Linked DNA regions of Pan troglodytes: region 1 is linked to region 2. A link is a contact called in public Hi-C data. All regions are on one chromosome and are shown on one strand. Each heading gives the region's core, a stretch centred on a gene start, on an enhancer-like site or on the middle of the called end of the contact. The rest is flanking DNA. Distances are from core to core; before and after follow the strand shown.

Evidence for each region. A called contact is a pair of places that touch in the nucleus more often than the background predicts.
Region 1: a contact with region 2 is called in a Hi-C map of stem cell-derived neural progenitor cells, with 2.7 times the contacts expected there. The contact joins the promoter of EZH2 here to the promoter of CUL1 in region 2. A contact is called at or near these places in 1 of 7 Hi-C or Micro-C datasets (stem cell-derived neural progenitor cells) and 1 of 1 datasets of contacts at active chromatin or transcription factors (stem cell-derived excitatory neurons).

The regions. Positions count from the first base shown.
Region 1 is chr6:164,033,750-164,039,725 of NHGRI_mPanTro3-v2.0_pri, forward strand. EZH2 (enhancer of zeste 2 polycomb repressive complex 2 subunit) reads right to left here and starts at 2,669. Exons shown (of 18, transcript XR_010159047.1): 1 at 2,090-2,669.
Region 2 is chr6:163,848,016-163,854,500 of NHGRI_mPanTro3-v2.0_pri, forward strand. CUL1 (cullin 1) reads left to right here and starts at 2,505. Exons shown (of 22, transcript NM_001246604.1): 1 at 2,505-3,025.

The DNA of each region.
Region 1 (5,976 bases), core at 1,419-3,918, 190 kb after region 2:
ACAAGATTATTAATAGGATTTTTTAAATACAGAATTAATAGTAACTAATATAAACGTTACTTTTTTGTTATAATGTCTCAACACTTAGACCAGCACCTGGAATGCCTGTACAGTGGTGTCAACACTCTCCAAAATATATGTAATAAACTTATATTGCATTTATTTGTCTCCATTTTTATGAAACCATAAGTTAGCAGATGCACATTAGATCTTTATCATATAGGACAGTGCAACCAGAAGAACGCCTATGTTTTTCTAACTTGTTTTCTTGGAATATATTCACTTTCCACAAAAACGAGAATTTAAGATGCAATGTTCCTGTTTCCGGGAAACCTTAAATATTACATCACCCAACACACCTCCGAAAAGAGAGAACAAGATGCTTTGTATCTATGACTAGAATCCTACCTATTCCTAACTTTAGAGACCATGAATAGAAAATTAAAATATATCTTAAATACTTGTTTTCCTGCAAATAAAATTACAAATAAACAAGTTAGGATTACACACTTGATCAGTATTCCTAAACATGAATTAGTTGCTAATGCTTATGAAGAGTAATAGAAAATAAACTCCAAAACCCCTAAAAGTATAGACTACATTCAACTGTGACAACACTCGTGTTTTTCAAAGGTTTATTAAATGCTGTTTTATGATGACATCAAAACGCCACAAAATTAAACTAATAATAACTTGCTTGAACCCTAAAAAGCAAGCCTTTAAGTAAATAGCAAAGACACATTTTTATTTCCAAATGAATTTAAATGTTACAGATCCTGTGTGATAAAGGAAGTTTAACTGTGGACAGCACACGTTAAATTTCTTAGGCAACAAACATTTCTCCATCCAGTCTTTTCTGAATCACCAAAGCTATTGTTCACAGAAAACGAGACCAATTAATAAGAAACTGCTAACTGTATAATCTAAACACACATTTGTCATAGCCATTCTATTTTGATCACCTACTTCTACCAGCTCATCCTCATTCAACCCGTCGGGATTTGGGGAATAATCTGGCTGAATGACAGTTGATTTCGTTAGCACCTGTCGCCATTCTCAGATGTATCACACAAGTTGGCCAAAACAGCTTGTAATGTTTAAGGATTACGATTCTTTAGAAAGTGGCAACTCACTAGGCGTTCACCAAGTTTTCCAAAAGATCGTGCTTCTCGATTCCTCCCGCTTTCAAAAAGTAACCCTGTGGCACAGATTTTTGGGGGGAACGGAAGGGGATGTACACAATGAAGTGGGAATTCAACAGGACGCCCTCCAGGAACACAATCAATAGAGAGCAGAGCAGCTCGACTCTTCCCTCAAACTTAGCATAAAGCCAGACCAGGCGGCGAGGGCAGCCCGCGACCGCCGGAGCTCAGGGGGATTTCGGGGTGCGTCGTGGGGAAACGTCAGAGGCGAAGCTACTCCGAGTTCCCCGCCGCGAACGTCGTCCCGCGAGCGCCGCGGCCCCAGCCCGGGGTCGGCGCGCCCGGGACCGGGGGCGTGCGCGAGGCGAGGGCCGAGCCCTGCCCACCCCGGCAGCGGCCCGCGCCTCCCCACGCCCCTCTCCCGCCCGCCGGCGGGCCCGGGTGTCATGCCCCTTCCCCTCGCGCCGAGCCCTCCGGAGACACAGTCCGTCCTTTGTCTGAGTGCGGACTCGGCGGCTGGGTCCCACCAACTTGTGTCTGTCCCGTCCCACCCGGGCGCTCCCGCCGCGGCCGCGCCACACAAAGGAGACTTGAGGCTCGAGCTGCCACCCTGGACCGGGCACTGGAATGCCCCGACCCCAGCCAGGACAAGCACCGGGAAAGGAGCCCCCCACACGCCCCCCGCCCCGCAGCTCCAGGGGTCTGCGCTGCCTCACTCGCAGGGTCCCGCGGGCCAGCCCGAAGCTCACAGCTCCTTCCGGGGAGGGGGGCTCTCCCCTCACCCTCCGCCCCCCGCACGCCTACAAACGCGGCGCCCCGGTGAGCCCCGATCGGCGATACCCGGGACCGGCACAGCAGTGGCGGGGAGGTCCTGGCGCCGCCGCCGCCGCCGCCCGGTTCGCACTCCCGGAGCCCCGCCGGCCGGGCCGCCCGCAGCGGCGCGTTACCTTCGTCCCGCGCGCCGACTCGCGTTGTTCCCGCGCGTCGCCCCCGCGCGCCGCCGCCGCCGCCGCCGCCGCCGGGGCTCCACTGCCTTCTGAGTCCCACCGGGTGTCGGACGCGACCGGACCGAGCGCCAAACGCGGCAGCCCAATCGCCATCGCTTTTATTTGGCCCCCCCAGCCCAATCAAGCGCCGCCCCGATTGGCGGGACGCGAGGCGGGCGCCCGTCCAATCACAGGGCCCGCCGGGCTCGGAGGCGCCGAGCCAGCCCCACGCAGAGTGCGATCAGGGCTCGTGGGCGGGCGGGCACTGGCAGCGCGTGCGCGCGCGGGCGGCGGCGGGGCTCGCTGTAAGGAACGCCACTGGCCGTGTGGAAGCGCCGCCGCCGTCTCTTTGTTCTTTCGCTGAACACACGGCGCCTCTCAGGAAGGCGGTGTGCAGGCACGCGGGGACCGGGAGACATCGAGGGGGCCCGGAGCCCGCCGCGGACGGGAGGCGGGGAGGATAGGTGGCGGGAACCGGCCGAAGGGCGGGACGACGCGCCGGCGGCTCTTGGCGGGAACCGGCGCCGCAGAGTTCCCGGGCGGGGGAGGGGCGGGGCGGGGGCTGGAAGCCAAGTTTGAACCAGTTCAAAACTCGGGGGTGGTAACGGTTTTAACCGCCGCGCTCGTTTCCCCGCGCGCGGAGCCAAGGCCCAGGCTGGCCGCTCCTAGTGGTGCCCGGGGAGGGGAGGGCGCGGGCCCCGGAGGTCGGCTCTGCTGTGGCGCCGCGTTTGCGGGGAGACGCTCGCCCGGCCCGCGCGCTGCCGCCGGACCCGTTACTTCTTTTTTTTTTTTTTTTTTCCTCCTGAGACGGAGTTTCGCTCTGGTTGTCCAGGCTGGAGTGCAATGGCGCGATCTCGACTCACCGCAACCTCTGCCTTCCGGGTTCAAGCGATTCTCATGCCTCAGCCTCCCGAGTAGCTGGATTACAGGCATGCGCCACCACGCCCGGCTAATTTTCTACTTTTAGTAGAGACGGGTCTTGGTCAGGCTGGTCTCGAACTCCCGACTTCTGGTGATCCGCCCGCCTCGGCCTCCCAAAGTGCTGGGATTACAGGCGTGAGCCACCGCCGCCGACCCGGGCCCTGTTTGATTATGTCTGCTGCTGCCTTGGCCGTTTTTTCCCCCGCCGCTGGACTTTGGCTGGCCGAGCTTGCAGTGCTTATCGCCCTAGAAACCTGTGAAAGGGCGACATTGCTGCCATTTCAGACCCTTCCACTGTTCGTAGTTCTAAGCACGTGTCAGTGTTAAAAATCTTTTATCAAGATGAGCACTGTTCACTTGCCGCCTCTGCAAAGTGTGAGGATATTTGCAAGGCGTGGTGGCTCACGCCTGTAATCCCAGCACTTTGGGAGGCCGAGGCGGGCGGATCATAAGGTCAGCAGATCGAGACCATCCTGGCTAATAACGGTGAAACCCCGTCTCTACTAAAAATACAAAAAATTAGCCGGGCGTGGTGGCGGGCGCCTGTAGTCCCAGCTACTCGGGAGGCTGAGGCAGGAGAATGGCGTGAACCCGGGAGGCGGAGCTTGCAGTGAGCCGAGATCACGCCACTGCACTCCAGCCTGGGCGACAGAGCGAGACTCCATCTCAAAAAAAAAAAAAAAAAAAAAAATTGATCTTGGTTATGGGGGGTCAAGCTACCTCAACCCAGAGGAATTAGAGGGATTCTGCTTAGGATACAGTCTCTCCTATTGCTTCATGTGGCAATGCAGTTAAGAGTATTCCGAATTTATTTTTACTAGGATGTATCTGTGGGGTAAAATACCATTGTCATGTAAACTGAGATTCCATATTGAGAGTTCATACTGGAAACTGAAAAAAGGTCACCTATGAACTGTTGGGGTAAAAATCTGAAGAAATATTTTTAATGAATTTAATAACTAGCCAGAATTTTTTTTTTTTTTTTAAGAAACGGAGTCTCACACTGTCGCCCAGGCTGGAGTGCAGTGGCACCATCTCAGCTCACTGCAAGCCCCGCCTCCCGGGTTCACACCATTCTCCTGCCTCAGCCTCCCGAGTAGCTGGAGACCACAGGTGCCTGCCACCACACCCGACTAATTTTTTGTGTTTTTAGTAGAGACGGGGTTTCACCGTGTTAGCCAGGATGGTCTCGATCTCCTGACTTTGTGATCTGCCCGCCTCGGCCTCCCAAAGTGCTGGGATTACAGGCGTGAGCCACTGCGCTGGGCCAGAATTTTTCATCAGATGATTTAGCCCATAATTTTCCCGCCTTTCCTAAATCAGCATCCCATTCCTCACATATATTCTGAATCACTCCAATGTTGGAAAGTATATATGAAGGGAAGCTAAAAGATAAGGAGAAACAAGCAATCATGTGCCCAGATAAAAGCAAAATTATCTTGTGAATCAGTGATAACACTGCAAAAAGTAAATAGGTTATGCAGCTGAGATGTGACTGTAAAATAACGTAACGAATTATAGCTGCCATTACTTCCAGTCACCAATGCATTCATTCTCCAAGATAAAATGCATCTATCTAGGCCAGCAATTTACAATTTTTTAAAACCAGCAATTTAAACCTCAGAAATTAACTACTTATCCCTAAGTTGCTTATCAAATTACTGAACTTATCAGTCCTGTAATACTAAATATTAAAACAAGGCATTTTTTAAGAGGAAGATCAATGAAATTAGAGACTACCATAAAGCAAATCAAAGCAGTATATAACTCTGCAACATGGTGTGAAATGTCATGTAAATTGCTAGACGTTTAGAATCAAGGAATGGATGGATCAAGATATTCCAGGCCAGACTTAGTGGTTCACACCTGTAACCCCAGTACTTTCAGAAGTCGAGGTGGGAAGCTCCGAGACCAGCCTGGGCAACATAGCAAGACCCTATCTCTACAAGAAATTTAAAAAATAACTGAGTGTGGTGGCACAGAAGTACCTATGGTCCCACCTGCCCCTGAGGCTGAGGTGAGGGGGACTGCTTGAGCTCAGGATCCCAAGGTTACCGTGAGCTATGATCGCATCACTGCGCTCCAGCCTGAGCAACAGAGTGAGACCCTATCTCTTAAAAAAAAAAAAAAAGTGATTGGACAAAATATAATTATTGGCACCAAGTGAATGTTAGGAAAAAAAAGAAACACGTACAAAGAACTTTATAGAGCAACCATTACCACTGGGAAGAGTGTGTAGGTTGGACTCTAACCATTAAAGAGCTAGGTGGGATGATACTGAATATATATAACAGACATTTAATATAAATATGATATGAAGGCTAGGGTGAAAAGGGATGCCAGTGGATCACAGTATTTTCTTGATTCAATGATGACATTGTCCATTTAAGCAAGGTAGTTTAGGCCACAGTAATGGCAGAAAAAGGGGATAATTTGAAAATATTCCAGAAGGACTTCATTGTATGTGGGGTTCATGATGTCTCGCGACTCATTTCTGTATATGACAAATACAGCAAAGTTAGGAGGGGGAAGAAGTATTTTGCTTTTGCTACCAAAAGAAAAACTGTCTGAAGATGTCTAACCCAGGAAAGCAAGAAAATATACAGGCCTATTTAACAGACCTCTATGACTATTTCAATGGGAAAAAAAAATTTTAATGTGTATAATGAATAGTAAACATATAAGCAGGTGTGTGTGTGAATGCCAGTTACTCAAGGGGCCTAGATGAAGCAGAAAGCCAGGCTAAACACAAAGGTGGATATGGAGGTTGAGGGTCACCAAGCTTTTTCATTTCTGTGTAAAGATTGTTCTGTCCTGTGTGAACAACAAAGATTCAGTATTAAAGTTAAAAGATGAAACGAAAAACAGTTAAGCCCTAAAGTTGTAACCCCAGGGCCTAGCGTGCCTGGCACATAGCTGATTCTCAG
Region 2 (6,485 bases), core at 1,255-3,754:
TTCATGTTCCCTCCCGGCTGCTTCCCACCTACTTTTGATTCAGTAGATCTGGAACAGGGCCCTCGGAATTAGTAAAGTCCCCAGCTGATTCTGAAGCAAAGCCAGGTTTGAGAACCATCCTGTTAATTCACTTTGCACTGGATGGCTAGTTACTTACCTGTGTCTTAGAAATAATAGTTCATATGGTTAATCAAGTAACACCTGTACCCTTTCATTTCAGTAGTAAGCAAATTTGCTTGGAATCTGCTTCAGTGTTGTTTGGGCACAGCGCTGAGGGGGCAGGTGAACGTTAGGAAATTGTCTCTCACCCCACAGCACAGACCACCTAGTTTAAAGGCACAACATGTGAACAGGCAATCAGGGAGAGATCACAAAGCTTGGGTAGAAGGTGTAAGGTGGGCTTCCTGGGAGGGGGTGTGAGCTGGATCTTGAAAAGTGAGCATGATTTGGAGATGGAGGAAAGAAGTGGGAAACGGTATCTGTTAAGGGAACAACTGAAGGAGGCCCTCATAAATGGTGACTCACAGCTCATCTGTGGGCCAGTGAGTACGACCAACAGGACCGGATGGCATTGAGAGTTCCTTCTGGGAAGTGGCAGGAAATAAATTTGGAAATGCAAGTTTGGACAAGATCTGGTAAACCTTAAGTGCCAGGTCCAAATTTGGATTGAACACTATAAACAATATGGAACCACTGAAGCTTGAAAGGACAAAATTATAATGATGAAGGTATCAGTTTAGAAGGAATAATCTGCCATCAGTCACGACACAAGTGGAAGGATAAAGAGATAAGAACCAGGAAAAGCATTTAGAAGGCTAAAGGACCAACATAAGTGTGGGAGAATATCTTAGTAAAGGAGTGGATATACACAGAATCAGGAGTCACCGAGTCAGGTTATGCCACTGATCAGGCTGAGTGATTTGGAGCAAATTGCCTAACATCTCTGAGCCTTAGGTTTTTTCATTGAAAAAATGGGTATGATGATGATAATGACTGACCCAAAATAGGCAAAGGATTTCTCTACGATGGTGACAGCTCTGGGATACAAGGTGAATGGGCCAGGATTTTGAGTCTGTTTCCAGGTCTGTATGAATTAAAGAATGTGTTATGAATGGCAACAGAGACATCCACTTTGTGGACGATGAGGAAGGGAGGGGAACTAATGGTTGGTGAATGTTCCATGAATTACGTGGGAATTATAAAGAAATTACTCTTCACACTCTTATGAAGTAGGTATTTTTATCTCAAATTAACAGTTGACCTTACTAGAGCAAAAGATAGTAATTTGAGTTACTGGATATGACTCAAATTTGGGTAACTAGATATAAACCAAGGTCTGCTAAAATCTAAAACTTGGGCTTTTCCAGCTAGTAAGTACATCATATTTAGATTTGAAAGTTATGTTTTATTTCATTGCTTTTGGCCTAATGTTGTAGTCTGTTGAGACTGTTTTGAACTTTGATTCTGACATCTATCAAATTAATTATCCCTCCAAACTTTGGGTCATCCGAGAGAGACATCAATTTTGCTGAGTTGGGGGGTAAAGATGGAGGAAGGATGTTTTAAAGTAGAAAGAGAGCAGCAGGTGGCCTTGACCTGTGAGGTAGGAGGCAAGGTTATCTGCGCAAAGTAAATGCAATCTGGATGTTAAGTGGACGTAAAAGTCGATGGAATACATTTGCTGCTAAGAATGATCGTGTAGGCAGGTGGAGAGTAAAGAATAGAAAGGAGTTAAGAACCAGGAATGGAGGCAGTGAGAAGAGGGAGGGTGGTGTGGGTGGACCACATACTGCTATTAAGGAAAAAGAGAGGGTGGAGGAAACAAACAATACAGGGAAGGTTGACCCACTCAGCCCTTCTATTCAGCTGGAGGAAGTCACAGAAAAGGAGGCTATATTGAATGGTAAGATTGGAGAAGACTGGTTAGGGAATAGGAAGATAAGTTGTTGTCTAAAAAACGCAGTCTCCAGTAAAAGGAAGAAATTGGGACATTGTTTTAAAACCCCACATAGGTACACTGGAAAACATGGGCCACAGGGATAAACCTTCCATTTTCACTTCCAACCTTACCATGTGCTCACAAAAAAAGGTGTTAAATACATGTAAGTTTTGACGAGGTTATTTAAAAGTGTAGGATATAAACCAAGAATTTTTCACACCCCAAAACCCCGCACAAATTAAGGGATTACATATCTGAGTGACAAGTACATACAAACGCATTACTTCTAGAGATACTTAGATGTAGATAAAAGACCACATTTCAATAGAGGGATCACACAGACCAGTGGGATGTTTCTTCTGAGATAACCCACTTTATGCCGGAAACAGTGTGGACTCTGGGGACGGCCTCTGCTCTGGCTGAGGATTTCTGTCCCAGAGCGGTACAGGAATCTGCGTAGTGTTTTAGTTTGGAGAAAACAGGAAGTTACACTCATCACATCTTTTGCCCAGATGATAGAATTCGAAATCCCCCCGGGGTTGTTCATGGAATGAGCCGCTCTGTTATGTTGTGAGCCGTGGTATTAATCAGCCACCCCTCACTAGGTGTGCGGGTTCCACCACGCTTCCTCCACCCCCCGTCACCACAGCAGCGGGTAGTATTTAGGTTGAATATTCCAAATAGTCAATTATGACAGTTAATTTCAAATGAGATGACTTCGAAGTACACGTGAAAACAATATTATTTTATATCACGACTCATGCCATCCGTATGTGTAATCAAAGCCTTCTAAGTCTTGATTTGTCCTTACAAAGACGAAGGATAGAGTGAATGTCAAAATTTGCCAAACAGGAGTTAGTGAAAGTCTGAAGGGGAAAGCCTAGTTAGGTTTTATCTTAGAAGTGATTTTTAAAAAGAAACACGCAGATAAGCTCGAGCTTTCTGGAGCCGATTCCTAAGGCCTTGCAGGTGTTAAGGGGGTCGAGAATTGGCTGAGGTTCCTCGGAAGTCTGCGCCGATTCGGAGGGCCACCTCTGACTTTCTGATCTGGGGTGCATCCCCCAGTCCCTGTCCCGGTCGACAAAGGTGTGGAGTCAGGTTCCAGGCAAGCTGGGGGTGGGGGTGCGCACAGGGGAGGGGCAGGGGACTGGGACCCCCCTCTTCTTCGGGGTGCTTCGGGCCGTTTCTCCAGAGGCTGGTGGTGTCCCCGACCCAAGCAGCTCAGCCCCGCTCGCGAGGTCCGAAGTGGCGGGAACGGGTCCTCCGCGGCGGTCCCAAGGCGAGGGAGGCTGTAAAACCTGGCAGAGAATCCGGCGCGCCGGGTCGGGGATGTCTCGGGTGTCGGGGGCAGGGGCCGCAGGCTCGCAGGTAGAAGCTCCCCACGCGAGCGGGAGCCTCGGCCGCGGAAGGGGCGCCCCCGGGGCCGCCGGCAGCGGCGGGCGGGCGGGAGCTTTCCGGGCCCCTCCCGCGCCTCGGGCTGGCGGGGCGATGGCGACGACGGTTTCCCGGCTCCCCCGCCCCGGACGCCGATGGCGGTGCGTTCCGGCCCTCCCCCAACAGCTTCTCCCCCGCGGTCGCCGGAGCCGGTGAGGCCGAGAGGGCGGGGAGCCGCGCAGGGAAGGCGAGAGGGCGGAGGTTGCGTGGTGCAGGCGGCGGCGGCGGGAGGAGGAGGGCCGGGCGGGCAGGGGAGGAGGAGGAGGCGGGCGCCGTGTCGCACGCAGCTCCAGGCGGGGCAGCCCCGGTAGCTGAGGGACGCAGCTAGACCTTGGCGGGACGGGGCTTTCGCCGGGGCCCAGGGACCAGGCGGAGGCGTCGCGGGAGCCTTTGGGGCACCACAGAGATGCGGGTGAGTGTCGGCAGCCGCCGGGGCCGAGAGGAGGTGGCGGCGGCGGCGGCGCAGGCCCGGCCCCGAGCCGCGGTGTCGCAGTGACTCGGGCCGCGACGGCCGAAACCAGGCGCCTGGCGAGGCCTGAGCCGCCGAAACGCGGCCGGGCAGAATGGCGGCCAGGCCGGGGGACTCGTGGGCGGAGGACGCCGAAGGTGGCAGAGGAGCGAGCGGGGCCGGGCCCTGAGTCACCCCGGACAGGCCGGGGCGGCCAGGCCTGGACTACGCACTGGGAAAAAGCACGATTCATCGCGCCTGGAGGCGGCGGCCTGGTGGCGCCGGCCCCTTTCCCCGCCGCGACCGGGCCGGGTTCTCGGAGGGTGGGCCGACGTGTGGCCCGGGGCAGCTCGGGCGTCCGCGCCTCGCCTGGTGAGGCGACCTCCGCGGGACGCCGGGACCCGTGCCCTTGCCCCCTCGCGCCCACGCTTCTTCCCGGCGCTGCTTTCCGGCCGACGCGTGCTCCCCTGTGAGCTCTGGGCTCACGCGCAGGAGCAGCCGCGGAGCCGGGCTCTCTCGTTTTCCGGTTCCCTGCCCGCGGCTCTCGGGTTCCCCGCCTGCATTGTTGCGAACGTGCAGGGCGCTATTATTGGGTAACAGTCGCCCTTTTGCCCCGTTCTCCTGGGAGAGCGGGCCGGGGCATGCGCGCAGGGATGCTAGCCCGGCGGCCGAACCGGACAGAGCCCCCCGGCGCCCGCCTATCGCTCGCTAGTCGGGCCGGGCCCTGCGCTGCGGCCTCGGCGCGCCCCCGGTCCCAACGGGAGCGCGCGCCCTGACCCTGAGGGTAGCCGTGCGCCCGCCAGGCTGCTGGGGCTTGGGGTCCCCAGACTCGGGGGTCATCGCTTTTTTTTCCCCTAAGATCTGAAAGACCCCTGTTTCTGCCACCCGTGCAGTATTGTGTAGCGCAGACATAAGATAAGAAAGAGAGGAATGCTTGTAGACATTCCTTGAAATGAATCCCCAAAGTTAGGGTTTTCTCCCTGGCTGGCTTTGCCAAAAAGAGGATTCTCTTTTCCGATTGGGTCACTCTTGGTTGCTTCTGGTTCGTAGTAGGGGTTAGTGGTAAGTGCGCAAATACTGAATTGCAGTCTACTTAAATATTTGTTTGCTCTGTGTAATTGTTCTTTCCTGTAGTAGCATTAAAATCGTCAAAAGTTCTGAGTGGAGTAAACGATCACACTTTTTGGAATGCACTTAACGAAGCGGCAGAAGAGGAACTAGATTCCTTTTTTACTTCAAGCCATGAGCTTCTAGGACCTAAGCATAGCTTAACGCCTCGCAGAAGTGTGTGCAGTTTTAAGTTTAACACTTCATTTCATGGTGCACCCGAAAATGTACCCGATTTTCTGAAATCCTGGAGAGTGTATTATGTAGTAAAATATGTAATGATGTTTAAAATGTAAAACCAGTCATTCTGTTTGAAAAAGATATTTGGAGATGAGATTTTTCTTTGTTTAAAGAAGGTTTGTTTTTGGATATTGAAAAATGTTTTACTTGAAGGTTCTATTTGTTGTTTTCCATGGTGAGTCGAAATAGTTGCGTTACATTTCAAATTCCGAAGCATGCAAACACAAGACTGGCTCGCTTTAACTCTATTAATGCCCATTTTTGGAGGTTTCAGGAGAGTGTTCCTTAAGCTTGAGAGGGATGGCTGAATTGCTTTCTAAATATGTTAAACTTTTTTTCTCATTGGCTTCATCTTTTAAAAACGATTTTGTCAAAAAACAAACCAAATTTAGATATGCTAGGGTTTTTCACCAATTTATAACAGCCTCCCTCCCTGAGAGCCACATGTTCAGGTCCTTATAGGCAGCCCCACCCCCCACTCCTGATGTGTGTACCACATCAGAAGACAGACACGCATGCCTGAGCCGATTCTGCGTGGTTTCCTTAGATATTACAGTTCATTAGACTCTTGCCACTTAACTGAATATTATCTTCTAGCTGTAATTAACTACATGACAGCCTTATTTCCCATACATTTCCGATTGTGAATTCCTCCAGCGCAGGGGATATTCCTTATTTGTTTTTGCGTCCCCAGAGTAACAGAACTTGGTTGCGGTGGTGCCTCAGTTGCTTTTTTTTAATGAATGAGTTTTCTGGAATAATTCTAACTTAAACTTAACGTTTGAAAACATGCCCTGATTTTTGGCTACAGAAAACACAGTCGTTGTGCTTAAGCTGGTTAAGAATTCAAGCTTTATTATACACTTCTCGAGTAAAATTGATCGTCTCTCTCATCCCTCCTTTTCTATTCCCCCTTCCCTCTTCACTTCCCTTCTCCCCGAAACACCCCAGTATCTAGTACAGGGCCCTAACAGAAGAATGCCCAGGTTTTCTATACCTATGGAAGTCTGGGAAAGTGCCAAGAAAACAGGTTGTGAAACTTTAACTTTTTTCGCCCTTAAAACTAGTTTTAAGGTGTGGATGTTTTTACTTTTTGTGTTTGGTGTTTTTTTGGAAACACGATCAGGTTTTTCCCCCCAGGTTGAGTATCCAGCCTTGCCTTTGAAATGAAGCAGTTTGGTAGTTAAGGCTCCTCCTTGTAGATGAGGCAAGCCCCATGGTTCTGCTGGAGTGGGATAGGAAGTTGCTGTAGGAGGAACCATCCCTTGGTCTCTGAGGGCCATTCATCAGAATGTCATTCCCAGTATACCCAGAGGC